Regions from separate parts of the Gossypium raimondii genome. Here region 2 is linked to region 1. A link is a contact called in public Hi-C data. All regions are on one chromosome and are shown on one strand. The core of a region is the stretch at or near the end of the contact, and the rest is flanking DNA. Distances in the headings are between cores, read along the strand shown.

The links. A called contact is a pair of places that touch in the nucleus more often than the background predicts.
Region 2: a Hi-C map of leaf shows a contact between it and region 1, with 2.6 times the contacts expected there. The contact joins the promoter of LOC105796177 here to the enhancer-like site in region 1. A contact is called at or near these places in 2 of 2 Hi-C or Micro-C datasets (both in leaf).

The regions. Positions count from the first base shown.
Region 1 is chr3:42,487,698-42,491,902 of ASM2569854v1, forward strand. It overlaps the pseudogene LOC105794323. Among protein-coding and RNA genes, the nearest start is that of LOC105794322, 36 kb to the left of the region's middle. Within about 2 kb of position 1,449, the one cell type or tissue checked has open chromatin away from gene starts, as enhancers often do. A contact at or near this core is called in leaf, where this site is marked.
Region 2 is chr3:42,564,279-42,569,110 of ASM2569854v1, forward strand. It overlaps LOC105796177 (probable ascorbate-specific transmembrane electron transporter 1), which reads right to left and starts at 3,580. Exons shown (of 5, transcript XM_012625779.2): 1 at 3,487-3,580; 2 at 3,222-3,394; 3 at 3,012-3,060; 4 at 2,554-2,759; 5 at 2,219-2,476. The coding sequence starts at 3,532. The coding sequence ends at 2,219.

The DNA of each region.
Region 1 (4,205 bases), core at 199-2,698:
TTCTGCATAGGCCACCCCACTAAGCAATGGCCTCTCGAAAGCAGCTCTAGCAGTGTACTCCGCAAAGGTCTCCTGCATTTCTTGCAAAATAAGCCACAACCAACTCATATGTCATTCAGGATTTTCAAGACCAAAACAAAATTTTACAAACCTGATCGATAGCAGATGGATTCTTGTAGTAATGGAAAGTGGCGACAAGAAGGGCTAAGGCATGAACATGGTTAACACTAACACTGAACTGATCCTGCAACATCCTCGCCCTTTGGTCACACATGCTACTTAGTACTTCTTCCCTCCTCACGTTGTTGTCAGCATCCATTTTTTTGTAGATCCAAGTGCTGATAAAACCCATCACCATTACCCAAAGCAAAATAAGTTTTGGTAACCAATCCCTGTTAGACTGAATAAATGTGTATCCTCTTTTGGTCCCCATTTGTTCATTCCCTTTGACAGCCACTGATTGGTGGTGATGGCTTTGCTGCAATTTAAGACCCATTACCAAATGCACAATACCATCTCAACTTGTTTTTCTTCTTCTTTCTTTGATACCCACTTCAAATCTAAGCTAAAAAACACAAGCAAACACGGACTCACCATACAAGGCAAGTTATCAATTCTCAGAGACAAGCATGAGTTTCAAAAGATGTAAAACAGCTCAAACTCCAAAAATATCTCATTATCTCCCTCAATAGAAAAATGAGGTTTTCTTTTTTCTCTTGCTATATTTAATAAAAAATGGGATTTCACAGAGGAACAACACTAATCATGTTAACTTCCAAGCATGAAAGTGGTGTTTTAGTTTAAAGCAACAAAGGCAAATTGAGAAGAGCACCTTCACTGTTTATTTTTTCTATATTAAAATCAAATCCTGCAAATTGACCAGCAACAAATCTCGCAGCAGAGCACAAAAAGTAAAGACCACAAATAAAGAAAAAAGAAAGAGAAAGATGTTTGGAGAAAGAAATGCGGGGGTCATTTTGAAAGGGAACAGTGTTTTGCCTGTACATTATAGTACCTTGAATAATATATATCTAAAGAAATAAAGTAGAAAGGTGTGTTTTTTTCTCCCTTGGCTCTGCTTTGATCTGTTCTTCCTTTTTCTTCTGTTTAATGCACATTTTATTTATGTATATTGTTTTCCCACTTTCTTCTTTGCTTTTCAAAGTAAAACTAAATCGACTTTTTAAGATTTTTGCAGATACGTTGTTGCCACTGTGTATCATAATTCAAAATTTATGAGTTTTGTGTTAGTAATTGGTAGAGAAAAAGAAGTTGGTAGAAATTTGAAAGAAAGAAATAGAAGATGTTGATGGAATAAGTTGGAGATGAGATGGGGGCCAAAACCACAATATTTCATCATTCTTGTATTCACACTTTTACGTTTTATCTTTTTTCTCATCTTAAGAATTCTTACCCCTCCCACTCGATGTGGATGTCGGCCATGTGGGCTTGCTGCTACTGAAGCCCCACAGGCATCATTTTCCCTAAAAACATGTAATCTTTCGGGATTAATTTCATACTAGGTCCTCCAATTTTAATTTGGTTCTAAATTTCACAATACTTTTATTTTGTGTTCCGGATTCCATTTGTTATATAAATGGTATATATCATGAAAAAATTAATTGGATTTCAATGTGCTATATATTTACAAAATTATTAACACTCATAAATTCCTTACCATTTTAAAATTACTGCTAAATAATATATTTATACATTATCACTTAATTTTGAAATTCAAATAAAAATCTCAATGGCTAACTAATTGGGATTTTTAAATATTAACATTATATAATTCAAGTTTTTCCGTGTTTTGGTTTGGATATTAAATATGAGCTTAGAAGTCAATTTATATTAAAAGAGGGTAATTCATAATAATTGTTCTTAAGCTTTGTTTAAATTTATATTTTAGTCATCAACTTTCAAAAGTTGCGTAATAGTCGCTAATGGTATTAAATTGTTACATTTTATCACTAGACTGTTAACCTCCATTAAGAAAACTAACGTTGCTCCTTATTTCAAAAGGTTAATAGTTAATACTATAATTAAAAATTATTTTGATATTTTAAATTTTCTTAACAATAATTGTTAAAAAGTCTTAAAATAAATTATAAAATCATATAAAAATCAATTGCAACAAAGAAAAGCCAAGAATTTTGCGGCTAATTTTATATCCAATCTCATCAAAAATTAGTCTTTGAACTTTCACAAAATAAAACATCAAAATACACATTCATTTTCATCCTACTCGTTTTTCATTTGCTTTGTTGTTTTACACATTCTTTATTTTCATCTTTCTTTACCCTTTTTTCTCCTTTTCATGCAAATCAACACTAGCTCCACTCTTCATAAATTATTAAAATAATATATATATATATATATTTATAGCTGAAAGTAAAATATTGACTTGAAATTCGATAAAACAAATAGTGGGTTTGGAGAAGAAAAAGAGCACTTCAGATTATAAAATTTTCCAAAATTGAAAGTTACTCAAAAACCTAATCAATCTAGTAAATAGAGTTACAAGAAAGAAATGATGGGTCTAGAATAAAAAAACTAGGGTACTTTGTATTATAAATTAAAAAAATTCTCAAATTTCAAAATTTGAAACTTACCAAAGAATTGAAGCTATATAATGGAATATTTCGCTCTTCTCTCTTGTCCTCTTCATTCTTAATATTTTCTCATTTATTTCTTTTCATAATAATTAGGAAAATCCTACAGATAGGCCATTGATGATAGAAAATTTTACTATTGTTAAGAATGAAAGTAATGTTTTAAGCCTAGATTTTGTTTCAAGTTAAGATTTTGCTTTGAGTTATAAATAAAACACATATACATTATTAATGATTTGGGAAGAGTGGAGCCAACGCCAATCTACATGAAAAAAGAGGGAAAAAAGATAAAAATGAAGAGAGCATAAAACAACAAAGCAAATGAAAAAATGAGTAAGATCAAAGTGAATGGTATTGTAAATCCATTAATAAATGAATGTCCACAACCCCCACAAATTTATCCTATTGTAATCCCTAAAGAATGTGTAAATTCGTTATCTTGTAAACTCTAAATCATTTATCAGGTACCTTAATGTTGGTCCTTAATAATTTGTAACTTATGGTACTTGAAACCTTATAAATAGAGGGCATGTGCAAGTTTATTGTATCTCTAAGTAAAAATTGAATCATCATTTTATTTCTTTATCTTTCTTTCTCTCTTAATCTTTGTATTCTTCTTTTAGTTTTATAATATGTTATCAGCACAAGCCTTTACAAGTTCATAGCAAAGTTCACGTCATTGCGACTATATATACCTTGCTCGTAAAGCTCCCGTTGAACTATATACGATATACGATATACGATATACGATATACGATATACATATCATTGTTGTAATATGTTCATTATATTTCTATAAAAGAGAAATATTCAAAGCATACAAATCAATTTTATATAAATATTATAATGATAATTATATATACATATTTTTTAAGGTTACTAAAAGAAATTTCAATTATTTCAATTTGTCTTAAGTTATTATTATGACTATTCCTCTCTATGCCAATATTTGACATACATATTATTATTCCGCAAATTTGGTATATATATATATATATTTGGATTGTTTTTCTATTGAGAATGCTTATTATTTTACAATTTTTTTTAGTGAGTATAATGTCAAATCTTGTCAAACTTGAATTTGCGGCCCTAGACATCTCAAGCAAGAATTATTTGTCATGGGTGCTAGATGTTGAAATTCACCTAGATGCTAAAGGTCTAGGGGTAGATGAGGAAGCATCTAATCAATACAAGGCAAAAGTAATGATTTTCATCCGTCATCATCTGCATAAAGAATTAAAAGTGGAATATCTCATTGTAAAATACTCTTATAAGTTGTGGAATAATCTGAAAGAACGATCATCATAAAACAATGATACTCTTTAAAGCTCGTTATGATTTGATGCACTTACGGTTGCAGAATTTTAAGATTGTAAGTGAATACAATTTGGAAATTTTCAAAATTAGTTCTCAACTGAAATTATGTGGAGAAAACATAACTGATGAGGATTTGTTAGAAAAAAACATTTTCAACCTTTCATACTACTAGTATGCTCCTGCAGCAGTAATACTGTAACACCCCAAACTCGGCCGAGTAGATTCAACCCAAATACAACGTGCCACATTAGCCATTGAAGTGACTTTCCGTTAACT
Region 2 (4,832 bases), core at 2,330-4,829, 79 kb after region 1:
AAATAATTATTTTTTGAATAAATGACTTCAAAATATTTAATAAAAATATATAATTGAATAAGTAATAGTACACAACAAATGAAATTTGAGATACAATAAAATACAAACATTCTAGAATATTAATACACAAAATATAAAATTCAAACAAAATAATACACACTAAATTAAATTTAGACACCCAACAAACTACAAACAGATGGGTAAAATTAATACATGAAAATTTTAAAGTCTAACTATATATAATATGGGCTAAATTAAATTTAAACACCCAACAAACTAAAAGCAGATGGATAAAATTTGTGCACGAAATTTTTAAATTCAAACTATATATAACACAGACTAAATTAAATTTAAACACCCAACAAACTACAAACAGATGGGTAAAATTAATACGAAAATTTTAAATTCAAACTACATATAATACGGGCTAAATTAAATTTATAGATAAAAAATACAAACATTCTAAGAAATTAATTCACGAAAATATAAAATGAAACCTTAAATCCTAAACAACTACATTAAATTTACATATATAAAAAAATACAAACATTTTAAAGAAATAATACAATTATTTTGAATAGTAGTTTCATCACAATTAGTTGTCTTCTACTTGAATCAGGTCTACGTTGCATCAGTATCCCACTTATAAGTTGGTATATTTATATATCAGTATGATACGATTTAAAAAAAACATCCTGGTGCCGGTCATTGGGTTTCCAAACTCAAAAAATTTATTTTTTTAAAGCCTGACACAATCATCAAGTAATGATAGGGCCAAAACACAAGGTGGTGCAGGCCATTGGGTTCCTGAAACCCAAATTTATTGTTCATTTCAGGTTATTTTAGTGAATATTTTTGAACCAGGATTATTTTTATAAATATTAAATTTTTTTGAGTTAGATGGATAAAAATAATATCCCATTTATAGACATTAGTAGTTGAAGGGGGAGAAAAAAAGAAAGTGCTGAATTGAAAGAAATAAGGACACGACAGAAGAAGATATATGTTCTTACGACAAGATCTTTTTAATCTACCAAGAATAGATTCTTTGATTTTATAGAACACATCATGACAAGATTAATTAGACACCTAATACCCCCAAAAAAACACTGTTGAAAGTGGACTAAGATGATAAATTTTTATCATTACAATATTAAATAAATAAAATATATATAAGATTTAAACTTTAAACAAGAGTTTTCAATCATTGCTTTAAATAAATCTTCACTATTTATGATCATAATTAAGGTTAAAGAAAATAAAATAAAATTTAAGGAAACAGCATGGATTTTAAGATTACGAATAATATGATATAGATGACTAGGTATATATGGGAAAATCTTGGAAAGCCAAAAGGTCATCTAATTTAAGGTCAAAAGAAACCGACAAATTATAATTAATTTAAAACGTTAATACCCAATAGAATATGTCAATAATCTTAAGGATAAAACAATGCAATTAATGGGATAAAGCCAATATTAGCCTACTTGTGCCAATTGTAAGCCAAGGAATCCAAGCAATCCAACGTCATGTGTTAAAAGTGGGATTGGACTGCATTTTGTTTCCTTCATTTAAAAATAAATAAATTAATCTCTATATCTTAGACTAAAGAGTAAATTGATCATTCTATTAAAAATTACATATATTTCTACTATTAAAAACAGGCCCATGTAATTAGCATGAGGTATACGTGGCACATCACGTATCACTTTTAATTATTTCATTAGCTACACCTATTTTTAACAATGTAAATGAATGAAATTTTTAACAAAAATAACTAATTTACTTTTGATTTAATATATAAGGACTAATTTTTTCTATTTTTGAGTGAAGGAATTAAAATACAATTTAATTTTTAATATAAATATCTTTATAATACTTTTACCGATACTTGGGTTATTTGTTGAAGCTCATTTTATAAATAAACCCCCAAAATTATAGACTTGAAGATGTCCATTTGCATGGCTGATTTTGCAGGGACTAATGTGACACGGTGTCGTTAATGAAATCAACATTTAGTTTTAGTTGAGACTTTTTATCTTTGAAAAATAAAAAAGTTAAAAGAATTATTGTTATTATTTTTTAAAAATCCAAAAATGATTATTAGGTATGACAAAGGAAGAAAGAAAATGGAAAAAGTTTTGAGTCCCGGCAATAATGAATTTTCATGAATTTTCTTCATAAAATTGTCCAATAATTTGAAAGTAAAGAACCATGACTAATATCTGGGGAGAACCACAGTGAGGGCAACAGCAACTGCAAATAGGAAAAGCAACAATCCTATAAAGTTGACAATGAGAGCTTCTTGGGAGCGAGTTAGGAATAACGAAAGGAACTTTTGAAGCAATCCCATCTCAGCTGTGCATATTGCTAAGAAGAAGATAAGTAAGCCACCAAAAGTGTGCCATGGCAGATAGGCTGCTCTTGAATATGATTCTGCACCTGGGAACACATACGAGAAGAATCCTAGCAAATACTGCAATACCAGATAGGGATGTTTTTGTTTTAAATTCCTAACTGAATTAGAATGAAATTGATTAAAATTTTAGGTACCTGTAAACCAAATAAGCATATGGTAATCATGCCTAGCCAAGAATGTAAGGTAACCATGTCAGGCATGTTGGTCTCATTATGGAATTTGAAGATTACAACAATCCCAAAGATCCCACAACCAAGAGCAATGGTTTGCAATGTTAGGTGGACTGCCTTTTGCACTTGTATGTCTCTTCTACTTGGGGTTGACTTGTATGCCATGATTGCTGTTTTATATATATGTTCAGTCATAACAATAATGCACATCACTTTTCAATCAGATTTCCTTATTTCAATAAAATTCATTAAAAGTTTTTCATATATTTGGTGGTCTTCAATGATACTCTAATATATAATCTGGAAATATATCGTACGGAACATTAGACATTCAAGAAAATGAAAGAGTAGAGCAACATAGACATAATGTTTGAATTAATTATGTTAATATACATGAAAAGCCACTGACAATTACTACTTACCTTCTCCAGCCATTAATATGAATCCAATCACCATTAGAAGTGGATGAAGCTGCAAATGAGAGGGGGGGGGAGCTGAAAGAGATTAAAATGTAGGCATAGAAGCAAACTGATCCATGCAAGAACAATAGGTCCTCCACATATCATATAGAAACAAAGATATGAAACAGTTTCTGAAGAAAGAGAAGGGATTCTCAACGCAAATGAACTCACATTGAAAATCTTTAACTTATTAGCAGATTCAGAAGCAAGGCCTTCCCGGAACTTGAGAAGCCAAACTAGCACAAGGGTTGTCACTGCTATAAACAACAAATGTCCAAATACTGTAACAGGGGTTGCAGAAATTTGGTAGCTTCTGCTCTTAGGCGCCATTGCATCTGCAGAACCTAGATGGAGAACTCAGTAGTCAGTAGTGTTATATAAAATCATTTGAGCCATTAACAAAGAGAGCTTTTGGTTTGATTGGGGAAGATACTACCAAACCGTCCAGCCGGCTGATTCAATGGTGACAACTCCAATAACATGAACAATATTGGGGCTAATTAAAGTATGTATGAGACTTAATGGTTTCAATTACCAATCATGCAGAGAACTTAGTAAGGCTTGCATTCGATTGTTTGTTTGTGGTTTGGGGTTATTGCGGAGAATAGGCAGCGTTTGGAGCCATAAGAAAAGCCAAAGGTGTTCATATCATAAATTTTACTAATGATTTAGTTCGTCCATTTCTAAAACTCAACTTGTGCGATTAGCTAAACTCTTCAAATATTTCTTGCATTTTAAATTAAAATAAAATACATTAATTTAAGTTTGTAAATAATTCCATAATATCTTGCCAAAGAGAAGTTTTTATGTAAAAGTAATAATAACTGTACTACTTAGTATTTACTTTTTTGCTAGTATATTTAAATAACTCTTTTATGTAATTTTAATGAGGGTGTAATATGATTATTTCTCATATATTGTAATTTTATATATAATTATAATAATACCAGTTTTCATTACCTATCTTTCTTTTTATACAAGCTTTCTTTTACCTATAAATCCTCCCAAACCCTTAAATCTTAAGTGAGATCAAACTCACATTCTGCACGTTGTTGCAATGCTAATTGAGTTTTTTTTTTATAGTTATAGTCATTTAAAATGACTAGTTATATTATTTTATAATAATATATGTATAAAACTTATTACGGGTCAAACATGTTTCATCTTCTTTTTTATAACCAAGAACTTGATCAACTTGTATTGATCCATATCACGACCTAAGCTTAAAACCTGAGTCTCGAACTCCCAGCAGCCCAGGAAGTTGTGATTGCCAAACTAGGCCTGGCTCTAGAAGATTGATGCTAAGCTCTTAGCCATTTTGGATCTATATTAGGACTAAAAAATGCCGTTAGTAATACTTGTTGCCAGCCAATAACCATTTTGACATAGGCCTCAAAGTTGACCCCAACCCACATAAAATGGGTCATTCTAAAGTTTCACTTAATATTCCTTCTCATTGCTCATTTGTCCGTAGCAAATCAAATCTGGGTTGTATCTTAAATTATCATATCTAAAACGGGGTCTGCAAAGTTACAATGCCTCGAAGAAGTTCCAGCCAATATGTTCAACGGATAATTAAGCACTGAAAACTAAAGCACAAAAGCATGGTTTTTATTTTTTCACTTGAATTTGAACCAGATTTGGAAATGGTTGGATTGAAACTTTTGACAAAGTTTCCTAGGTCTACAAAACACTTGTTGTGCAATAATGTTTGCTAACCTCATTCATTGCATTGCAGCAAACCAAACCCTATACTCACCACTCCACCCTACCTAAGCTAGC